Linked DNA regions of Mus musculus: region 2 is linked to region 1. The links are chromatin contacts, called in public HiChIP or PLAC-seq maps. All regions are on one chromosome and are shown on one strand. The core of a region is the stretch at or near the end of the contact, and the rest is flanking DNA. Distances in the headings are between cores, read along the strand shown.

The links. HiChIP or PLAC-seq counts read pairs in DNA pulled down with a chosen protein or histone mark.
Region 2: a contact with region 1 is called in an H3K27ac HiChIP or PLAC-seq map of VIP interneurons, with 2.2 times the contacts expected there. The contact joins two enhancer-like sites. A contact is called at or near these places in 9 of 484 Hi-C or Micro-C datasets (cerebellar granule neurons, cerebellum, cerebral cortex and 6 more), 3 of 115 datasets of contacts at active chromatin or transcription factors (VIP interneurons, embryonic stem cells and neural progenitor cells) and 1 of 9 other capture datasets (embryonic stem cells).

The regions. Positions count from the first base shown.
Region 1 is chr2:92,724,115-92,728,765 of GRCm38.p6, reverse strand. No RefSeq gene overlaps it. Among named protein-coding and RNA genes, the nearest start is that of Gm13816, 16 kb to the left of the region's middle. Within about 2 kb of position 1,950, at least 47 of the 459 cell types and tissues checked have an H3K27ac peak or open chromatin away from gene starts, as enhancers often do. A contact at or near this core is called in VIP interneurons, where this site is marked.
Region 2 is chr2:92,811,027-92,815,677 of GRCm38.p6, reverse strand. The region is part of intron 1 of Gm39880 (a long non-coding RNA gene); the gene reads right to left. Gm13791 (a long non-coding RNA gene) reads left to right here. Exons shown (of 5, transcript XR_001783401.2): 5 at 2,594-2,731. Gm32413 (a long non-coding RNA gene) reads right to left here. Exons shown (of 2, transcript XR_374794.3): 2 at 3,959-4,490. Among named protein-coding and RNA genes, the nearest start is that of Gm32413, 6.5 kb to the right of the region's middle. Within about 2 kb of position 2,482, at least 19 of the 459 cell types and tissues checked have an H3K27ac peak or open chromatin away from gene starts, as enhancers often do. A contact at or near this core is called in VIP interneurons, where this site is marked.

The DNA.
Region 1 (4,651 bases), core at 701-3,200:
TAAGGAAGAACAGACATGCTTAACCTTGGCTGGGACCAGAGCTCAAGGAAGGCTGCCTGGAAGAGGCAAGGGGATGACCTTGCAAGCTGAGCAGAAGAGCAGTGAGCTGTGTTTGGGCAAGAGCCAGAGGGCCAGCAGGGAGAGAGATGAAGTGACCCAAGGAGGTGGCACAAACAGGCTCAGGCTGCGTGGAACTGGCCCAGAATGTTCTTTCTGCTCGGCACTGGGGAGTGAATGACAGAATGAGATCGGATTCTACCACAGTGGCCTCTGATGGGGGTGGGCAGGAGCCAGAGAACTCAGGGAGGAGGCTATAGCTGCCTTGAACAGCTGAGAAGTAAGACCCAGAACACCAACAAGACCCATTTCAGTCTGTGGAAGCTTTGGGAAAGCAGGAACTGACATGAAAGCAGTCATTCTTGCTCAAGTCTTGACTGGGGAACTAACTTGCTGGGTGAATTTGGGTAGGTTTCTTACCCTTTCTGGGCCACATTTATCTGTGACACAAACATATTGGACTGTATTCAGTGCTTAGATGCCCTGGGGAACCAACAAGAAATGCAAACCAGGAGTCACCTGCGAGGCAGGGTTATCGGTCACCAAAACTCAGCTTCTCTCCTGTTGCTTTGTTAACTTGTGTTGAAGTTGGGGTTTCTGATAGTTCTTCAAGCTTTATTTTTAAGACAGGGTCTTACTGTGTAATCCAGGTTGGCCCAGAACTACTGATAATCCTTCTGCCTCTGTTTCTGGAAAGTCGGGACTATTGGCATACTTCACCAACACCAGGTCCAGACTTTTAAAGTAAGTTTGAATCCTTTGTTTGTTTGTGTGTTTGTTTTCCTGCCCCTACCTTCTGAGAGCCCAGATTAAGGGCACACAACACCACTGGTGTTGGCTTGTGTGGTGCTGGGAGGGAACCCAGGCCTATGTTTTGCTAGACAAACACTGCCAACTGAACTACATCAGCACTCAGGAAGTTGGGGTAGGAAGATCAGGACTTCCGTATTATCTTTAGCTACATAGTGTTCTAGGCCAGTCCAGGTGTATGTGCAGCCCTGCATCCAACAAAGAGAAACAAAAGGACTTACGTTTTTTTTTCTAGCCCACCATTTGGGCCATTGCACACTCATGCATTGCCACAGCCTGCCACAGCCCACTTGGTTGAGACTCCGTGTTCCTCAAAGGGTACATACAGTGAGGGAAAGGGCACAAGGTTGGGATGGGAGAGACCAAGGCTCCTAGGCCAAGGGCCATTCCACTATGGAATTCCCCAGAGCTGCTGGGACATCTCCAATAGAAGCTGATCTGACTCACTCAGTATAGACTTGTGAGTTGGCCCCCTTCCCAGGCCTTCCTCAGACCCTGTAACCTTATCTTTCAGAGAGATGGACAGCCTAGTCAGGGGTCAGGGCTGGGAAGATCCCTCAGTTTGGTCTTTACTAACTAAGCCAGGCTCAGAGGAGGTAGCAGAGGACAGAACTCCGGGAGTGACTCCTCTGACATGGTCCCAGGGTTACTGTGCCTGCACCACAGTGAGATTTTTAGTCCTTGAGGGTCTATTCCTTCCACTGGGGACATCAACCTCCCCCCATGGGCCTGGTTGCACCAGCCCCAGGTAGGTGGGAGACAGTGCTCCTATCAAGAGCAGGGATACGGGCTGAATGTGACTACTGTGGTCATGGCTAGGTCTGGAGCACAGCTGAGCGGATGAGAGAAAGGGGCCTTGGCTTGTGGGGGTCAAAGATGCCCCTTGACCATGTACGTCTAAGCACTGGACTGGCCCCAGGCAAGGGACAGCTGGAGAGAAGGCCTCCAAAAATAGCACAATGCATTGAGCACCAGGAAGCTGCCAGTGGTGAGTCTCGGATCCCTTCCCCCACTTCTCCTCTGCTCCAGAGGAGACCATGGGCTGCAGTCAAAGGGAGAGAGGGGGCAGCAGCTGGGAGACAAAGCTGCACACAGAGAACTGGCCCTTTAATAATCCCAGGTGGGCGCTCTGCACAATTGCATTTTGAAGATTCCCAGCTTGCTTAGCACAAGTGGAAAATTACCTTATCGTCTCCTCTGCGGTGCCTTTGGATCCTGATTTCATCATTCATATGTACAGCGGCGCATTTTCAACAGGGACAATTTAATTACGCTCAATTTGTGTAACTGAATTATTAAAGACTCATTTAGAGAGAGCGCCATGTCCAGGGCTTGCTGGGCGTCACAGTTGCTCACATTTAGCCTGGCACCCCCTATGGATGACCCTGGGTTCCAGAATGTTCCCCTCCCCTGCCCCTGCATCCCCAGCCAGCCTTGTCTTCTCATTTCTAGCTCATCGAAGTGAACATCTTTGGGCCAGCTTTTGACAGCATCTCCTGTAATGGCTCCCTGGTTTCTTGTATGTTCCTTCAGTCAATCAGCAAAACTTCGTGAGAGTGCTGTGGGACTGACCTCTCTCTCTGTCTCTCTCTCTCTCTCTCCACACACACACACACACACACACACACACACACACACACTCATGTGCATGCATATGTTCTCACACATGTGTTCGTGTGTGTGTGTGTGTGTATATATGCATGTATCCAGGAAGGGGGCGGGGTTTGGGACTTCATTTCATCCTCCTGGGCAGTGCTGTGGAGCAGGCCACAGGGCCTGCAGACCTCGAGAGCAAATGCACACGCAGAAATTAAACCTCTGGGTTAGAGGATCATCAGCACTTGAACCCAAGACTCCCGTGGCTCTCCTTCACCAAGGTCTTTCTCTCCCAGGGTGTTTGCTAGAACTGGGTGGAGGCAGGAGAGGGGCTATGTGGATTTAGGCATCTAGGACTGACTGTCAGAGACAGACAGCTTGAAGACCTGGAGGCCCAGAGTTTTCCAGTCATGAACTGGGGGTGGCTGTGTATTGAGTTGTCCAGAGCAATAGAGACAAGAGGGCAGGGCCATTTCTTCTGAATGGAAGTATTTCCTCCTGCAAGGAAAGAGGGCACTCAGGAATCTAAGGCAAGTTACAAGGCTCAAGAATGTGCCCAATGCCCCCCCCCCCCAAGACCCATACATAAATCGGGATGACTCCTGGGGAGAGGAGACTTTTTAGTTGCACTGCCTGCGAGTTGAGCGTGAAGATATTGTTGTGAATCATCAACAGCTTTTGGTGGAAGCCCCTTCAGCGTGGGATTCCCAAGTCCATCAGGGCCTCTGGCAAGGCCTCCCACCAGGGGATGCCACTTCACCACCGAAGGAAGGTACCGGAAGTTTGCACAGAGTACCCCCCACCATATACACAAGCCATCTCACCACTAGAGAAGTCTAGGCTCCATCTTAGGAGGAGGCAGTGACATACACAGCTGGTCCTGTTGGCATGCCCACCTCAGCCTGCTTTGGAACTGCGAGTGGCCAAAGACGCCTGTTCCCTTGCACTGAGTTTCTTTCTCTTACCTAGACCTTCAGGAACATTCTTCAGGGCCCCATCCTGACTGAGTCACTGCTTCTAAGTGACATCCGGTAAGTCGCCTGTGATCAAGAGCAAAATCAAGAAGCTTGGAGCTAGTAAGCCTGATAGTAACCAAAGAGCAAGAACAGGAAAGGACAGACCGGCCCAGGAACCAATGCTCACCTTACTGGGGACCCTGAGCAAGTCACACTCTTTAGTTTCTTCTCAATAATACAGTAATGAGGGTATCATGAAGTAACCCCTCCTGCCATGGAACCTTTACTCAAGTTTTTCCTCTAACCTCACCCAGCCAGCCAGTTCCTGTTCCTACTTCCACTTCCGCTTGGAAGCTTTCTCAGTGCACCCATGCTGGGTTAGGTATCTGATAATATCATCACCCTGCGGCCCCTGCTCCCTAAATTTCTCCTACCTGCCTCTTGTCTTCATCGAGTTGGACCAACACATGAAGAGTGTTAGTTCCATCTCAACTTTATGTAATCAGTAGAGTCGGGAGCCCCAGCTTTCCAGCTCACCTCTGTGTCCTGTCCCCAGGGCTAGCATGAGACTGACGGCATAGTCGATGCTCAATAAATAAATATTGACTGAAAGGCTGCATTGGACATCAAAAAAGAAAAAGTCAAGAAATCAGAAGCCATGTACACCGCTGAGCACTGCAAGCAGCTGGCCACTCTGCGGGCTACTGTGTCCCTACTGAGGAAAAGGGAGCCCAGCACTGGGGACATAGCTCAGTGTGTAAAGTGATTGTACTTACAAGTGTGAGGGCCTGAGTTTGATCCCCACACTCATGTAAAAAGCTTGGTATAGTGGCCCTCGGTCTCTGATCCCAGTGCTGGGAAGGTGGAGACAGATCCTTGAGGCTCACTGCTGGTCCTTTCTAGCTAAACTAGTGAGCTCTCAAAACTCAAGTTGGCAAGCACTTAGCAGGCAAAGACAGGCAGCTATCTGGAAGTTTGAGGCCAGCCTGATCTATATAGAGACTTCCAAACTAGCTATAGTGAGCTAAACAGTGAGACTTGTCTCAAACAAACAAACAAACAAACAAACAAAGCCCCTGCCTTTCTTGTTGCCTTTTTGCCTGGTTGTTGATGCAGACAAGTAGGGAAAGAACTCCCACTGCAGAGGGGTCCTGCTGAGATCCCACCCCATTCTCCCAACCCTCCTATCCCCTGCTGTTTCCTTGGCAACCACTGAGCATCATTATTGGAGG
Region 2 (4,651 bases), core at 1,233-3,732, 86 kb before region 1:
CTTCGGAATTGTCCTGACAAGCCTAGAAACTAGTCACATCAAGAACTTTCTAGGCCTGAGGAGATGGCTTAGTCAAGTAAGGCACTCTCCTCACAAAAAGGAGGGCTTGAGTTCAGTCCTCATCACTGAGGCGACAAAGCTTAGTGTAGTGGCATACACTGGTAATCTATAATCCCAGAGATGGCACGGTGTGAAAGAGAGGCTGGTGGATCCCTGGAGCTCGCTGGCCAGTGAGCAGATCTTCCTTGGTGAATTTCCAAGTCAACGAGAGACACTGTGTTTCCAGAATTCCTTCCCCAGGGAGATGTAAACAGCATTTGTCCCTTCCTTATAAGGTCCAGACAGTAAACTGAAGTACCCTTCCACCCAAGTTCACCCAGTGAACCAGTGATCCTTATAGGATCATGGGAAAATCCAAAGCAGCCACACTGGAAACTCTTCACCCAGCACAGCTCTGCCTCAGCCACATAGGTGGAGTCTATTCTGTTGACCTGCCCCGGTTTGTATGCTCCAGCACCTCCTGAGACCAGGAGCCCTATGTGACTAGGGTAGAACTACATATCAATGACTGGGAAGAATGGCTGGAGTCTCAAGTTAGGGTTCAACAACCAGTCCCCCCCCCCCCATGCCCAGCTTCTGTGAGGGAATGGCAACTGTCAGCAAGCCCTGTGGCAATGGGCTCTGCAGGCAGACACAGCCGATCTCAGGAAGATGATGTGTTTTCTCCCAGAGGTCCACATTCTACAGCACTCTGTCTCAAGCAACAAGTAGAAGGCAGTGGAGGAACACCTGAGATTCTTCCATGATCTTCATATACACCTGTACACATGTATGCTTGCCCATGAGCACACACACACACACACACACACACACACACACACACACACACACACACCTTTCAACCCCTTCCTTCTCTGCCCCCAAATTTAATTCATCCACTCTGGCTGGGTTGGTTTTGATCCTCTGAACACAGCTGACAGGCAGCCCATTCAACATGGAACCCAGCTCTCTTGGGAGAGTGCAGCCAGAGAACAAGTTCCAGAGGCTGCCTTGCCTAGGCTGGAACTGAACTTCTGGCACTCACTAGCTGTGTGACCCAGAAGACAACTGACCTTCCCAGGGTTATCACCCTCTTATAAAATGCCAACGAGCTGCCAGGCATGCCTGTGCATGAAATGATTGCCTGGGTTCCCCCTCTTCCCCAGGCCCACATCTGACTTGGAGGGAGACGCATCCCCACTTGCTCTTCTTAGGATATGCTGTGTGTGAGCACAGGCTTGACCTGGCTCAAATCTGGCTCCGTCCACTAGGTTTCCCTGGAGCCTCAGCCATCTCCTTGAACCTCAGTCTCAGCAGCCACAGAGGCCAGGGGCGTGAAACAGCTATGCCCATTCGTTTCCCCTTTCTGGGCTTCCTCTGAGCTCTCAGCATCTGCTCTTGACCACAGCCCTCATCTGGAATGTCTCTTTCTGGCATGTCTCTTGCAATGGGACACTTGTGCCTCCTCTCTCTTTGGGGTGTCCCCTCCCCAGGAGATTGGTGCTCTCAGGAGGTAGCCTCTGTGCCTGTCTCCTATCTGCTTCCTCAGAGATCTTGGGTCTGCACACAGGGCCCTCAAGGACAACCCACTGGGGTCCCTCAGATGGAGTATGTATATGTAAAGTTCTCTTCTGGCTCTGCCTCCACTGGGTTCACCCAAAGGCACTTTGAAGAAGCTGTCATATGAAAGATACAACTGTATTCAGCACACACTATGTGGACTTGGGATTCTGACCTTGGTGTGGGTTGACTGAAGCCATCAGCTACTGTGGAACTGATTGTGTGTGTGTGTGTGTGTGTGTGTGTGTGTGTGTGTGTGTGTCTGTGTCTGTGTGTCTGTGTATTATTTGCCTTCAAGAAAGTAAAACAATGTTTTCTTTTCATATGCAATATGAAATAGACAATAGCAACAATGAAAACTATGCAACTGGACTGGTCTCAGTTTACTTTACCTCAGGGTTTAAGGCAGGAGGGCAAAAATCTAGAGCCATCTGCACTGGGACAGGTGTGAGGAGGGCTAGGTGGGGAAGCACGAAGGGGCTTATCAGTACAGCTGCCCCTGACAGCCGCTCTTGGGTCTGCATTCTAGGCAGCAAGCAGCTCCTCCATCTCTCGGTTGGAGTTATTAATGAGAATTATTCATTATTGAACAGCTAATGCTTCTTTGCAGTTGACACATTCAAAAACAAGCACCAAAAGGACGCAGAGTTAAAGGTCGCCCTCTGTCCCAGTTCCCCTTCCTGGAGGCAGCCAGGGCTGCTGTCCTTTGTGTGTTCTTCCAGATACAGCGTGTTTACGCTGGAGGAAAACTATTTATGCTCTGTGTTTGTGTGCTTAAATCCGTGTGTTTCCTTCAGTCGTACGCAATGGTGGCAGCCCGTGTCTGCCGTTCTGCCCCGTGCTTCTTTGCTTTGTGCTGGGTTGGAGGTGGGAGCTTACTAATTTGCAGAGCACCATGGTTACCCATGTGTCTGTTATAGAACAGCTCTTGCTTTATTTAGCCTGTCCTCCCTCCATGGACACACAGGTTATTCTTTTTTATTTTTTTTTTCAGAGGCAGTCTTCTCCAAGTCCGCATCCTCCGTGGCCCAAGCTCATTTGAAGGGGCAGATGATGTTGTTACCTGGTAGCCCCTGCAGCTGTCACCCCTGCAGCTCCCCCAATGCACCATCTGCTCCAGCTATGGCTCGTTTTCAGGCAAGTTGTTACAGGAACCTCCAGGGGTCACCTTTCACAGTCCTCTGCACCCCCAAATCCAGTGCGTCCTTTGAGTTCTACAAGAGACCCTGGCACATCTGCCGGCCCTCCTTGACTAATAGCACTTCTTGGGTCAGAGGCTTCACCATGGCTTGGACCACTGCAATAGCTGCCTTTCATGTAATGGAACACCAGACAAGGTCCATTCGGGAAAGAAATCTCAAGTCTCCATTCCTGCCCCGTTCCCCTCCCGTCGTGCTATGATTCTTGTTACTCTACACCCATCCAACTTTTATCCCATCGCCTACTGTGCCTTCTCTAGGGCACCATCCACACTCAGATCCCTCCCACAGTCCTAATTCCCTTTTCAGTCAAGTTCCAAAGTTAAACAGCATTTTCCCCAAGAAGGCTGCTGTGGCATACCACCTTAAGGAGGTTATTCATCCATCATTATACCTTCTCTATGGATTTAACTCAGTTGCCATAACAAGTAGAGATCTGCTTTTGTGTCTCTGCAAAGGCCACCTTCTCCACAGGAATAGCAGAGTCATCTGGAGGTTTAGGGACATTTGTCGTCCCCTAGGGAGTTAGCAGTGTCTCTATAGTTAAGTCTGGGTTCAGCCATGGCTATAGGCAGGCAGAGGGGAAAATAAAGCAAGACAGAAACAGACCTGTTGTCTTAAAGGCACTGGCTTGGATGAGGCACACACCTTTTCTGCTCAGATCCCATTGTTAGGAATCTCAGGCTGGAAAGTATGGTCTCTCTGGGCAGCCATGTCCACACTGATAACTGTACCTTTCTGGGAGGAAGGCATGCATGGAATTCAGTGGGTATGGAGGAATCTTCTGTTGTGGCCTCTAGGAGACCTTGTGGAGAAGCAGGTAACCCAGGGTTTGGGTGGGTGACTCAAGAACCCCAGGCGACCATCATCCAGGCTGTGAACCATTCTGTGCCTGGTTCTCTGCTGCTCTGTACTAAGGGGACAGTCCTTGGGCTCTCAGTCTCTGTTTTCTCTGACCATGCCTGTGGACTGGGCCTTCTCTAAGATCTCTCTCCTCTTTTGTGCCAGGTCGGTGATAATCAGGCTCATGGTTGAGCACTGGAGCTCAGTTAAGAGCCCCATCAGCAAATAAAAGTCACAGCGCCTCATGGGAGCCATGCAGACAGACAAACCTTCCAGTATCCGAGAAGCGCCTTTGAAGACAGATGCAGAGAGATGTCTTTTTTTTTTTTCATTTTCTTGTGTTATTTTTTTTTGCATTTGATGTAAAATTTGGCAAAGTGTTCAAGACACAAATCTTAAATGTTCCATTAACCAAACGAAACCTCTCGTGACTGGCTGTACTATGTATTAGATGTTATATACAGTAGACCACTACATCAGTAGTTTATGCACTTGAGCTATTTCAGGGTCGTTACATCATGAAATGAAACCTCAAGAAGTTCAATAAAATGTAGAACAATACAATTACAGATGTGTATCATTAAGTTTTCACAAATATTTTAGGAAATACTATCATAGTTTATATAGATATATATAAAACTTGGGAAAAAATCTTAAGTCCTTTTGGTGATATAGCAAGGCAGTATGTTCATTTGTAAAGTGGAAGTCCTGTTAACACGTCTGCATCGTTGACCTTCCAAAGGCTACAAACTGGCTGTTCAGTGCTGAGGCTCTCATCCCAGCTATTTCCTCTTCACATGCAGAAGATTATCTTTGTCATCCTTGACTGTCACAGGCATCCCCACGTTCCTGCCAATACCGGAGTCACCCAATAGGTGTCACTGTGTGCTCTTGAAAGTAATAAAAGTATGCTTAAAAAAAAAACCCTATCTAAAGTTAACTTGGACAAAGGGGATAAAAATCTCATTTGTATTCGAATGAACGACAGCTAATATTTATCCAGCACTTTA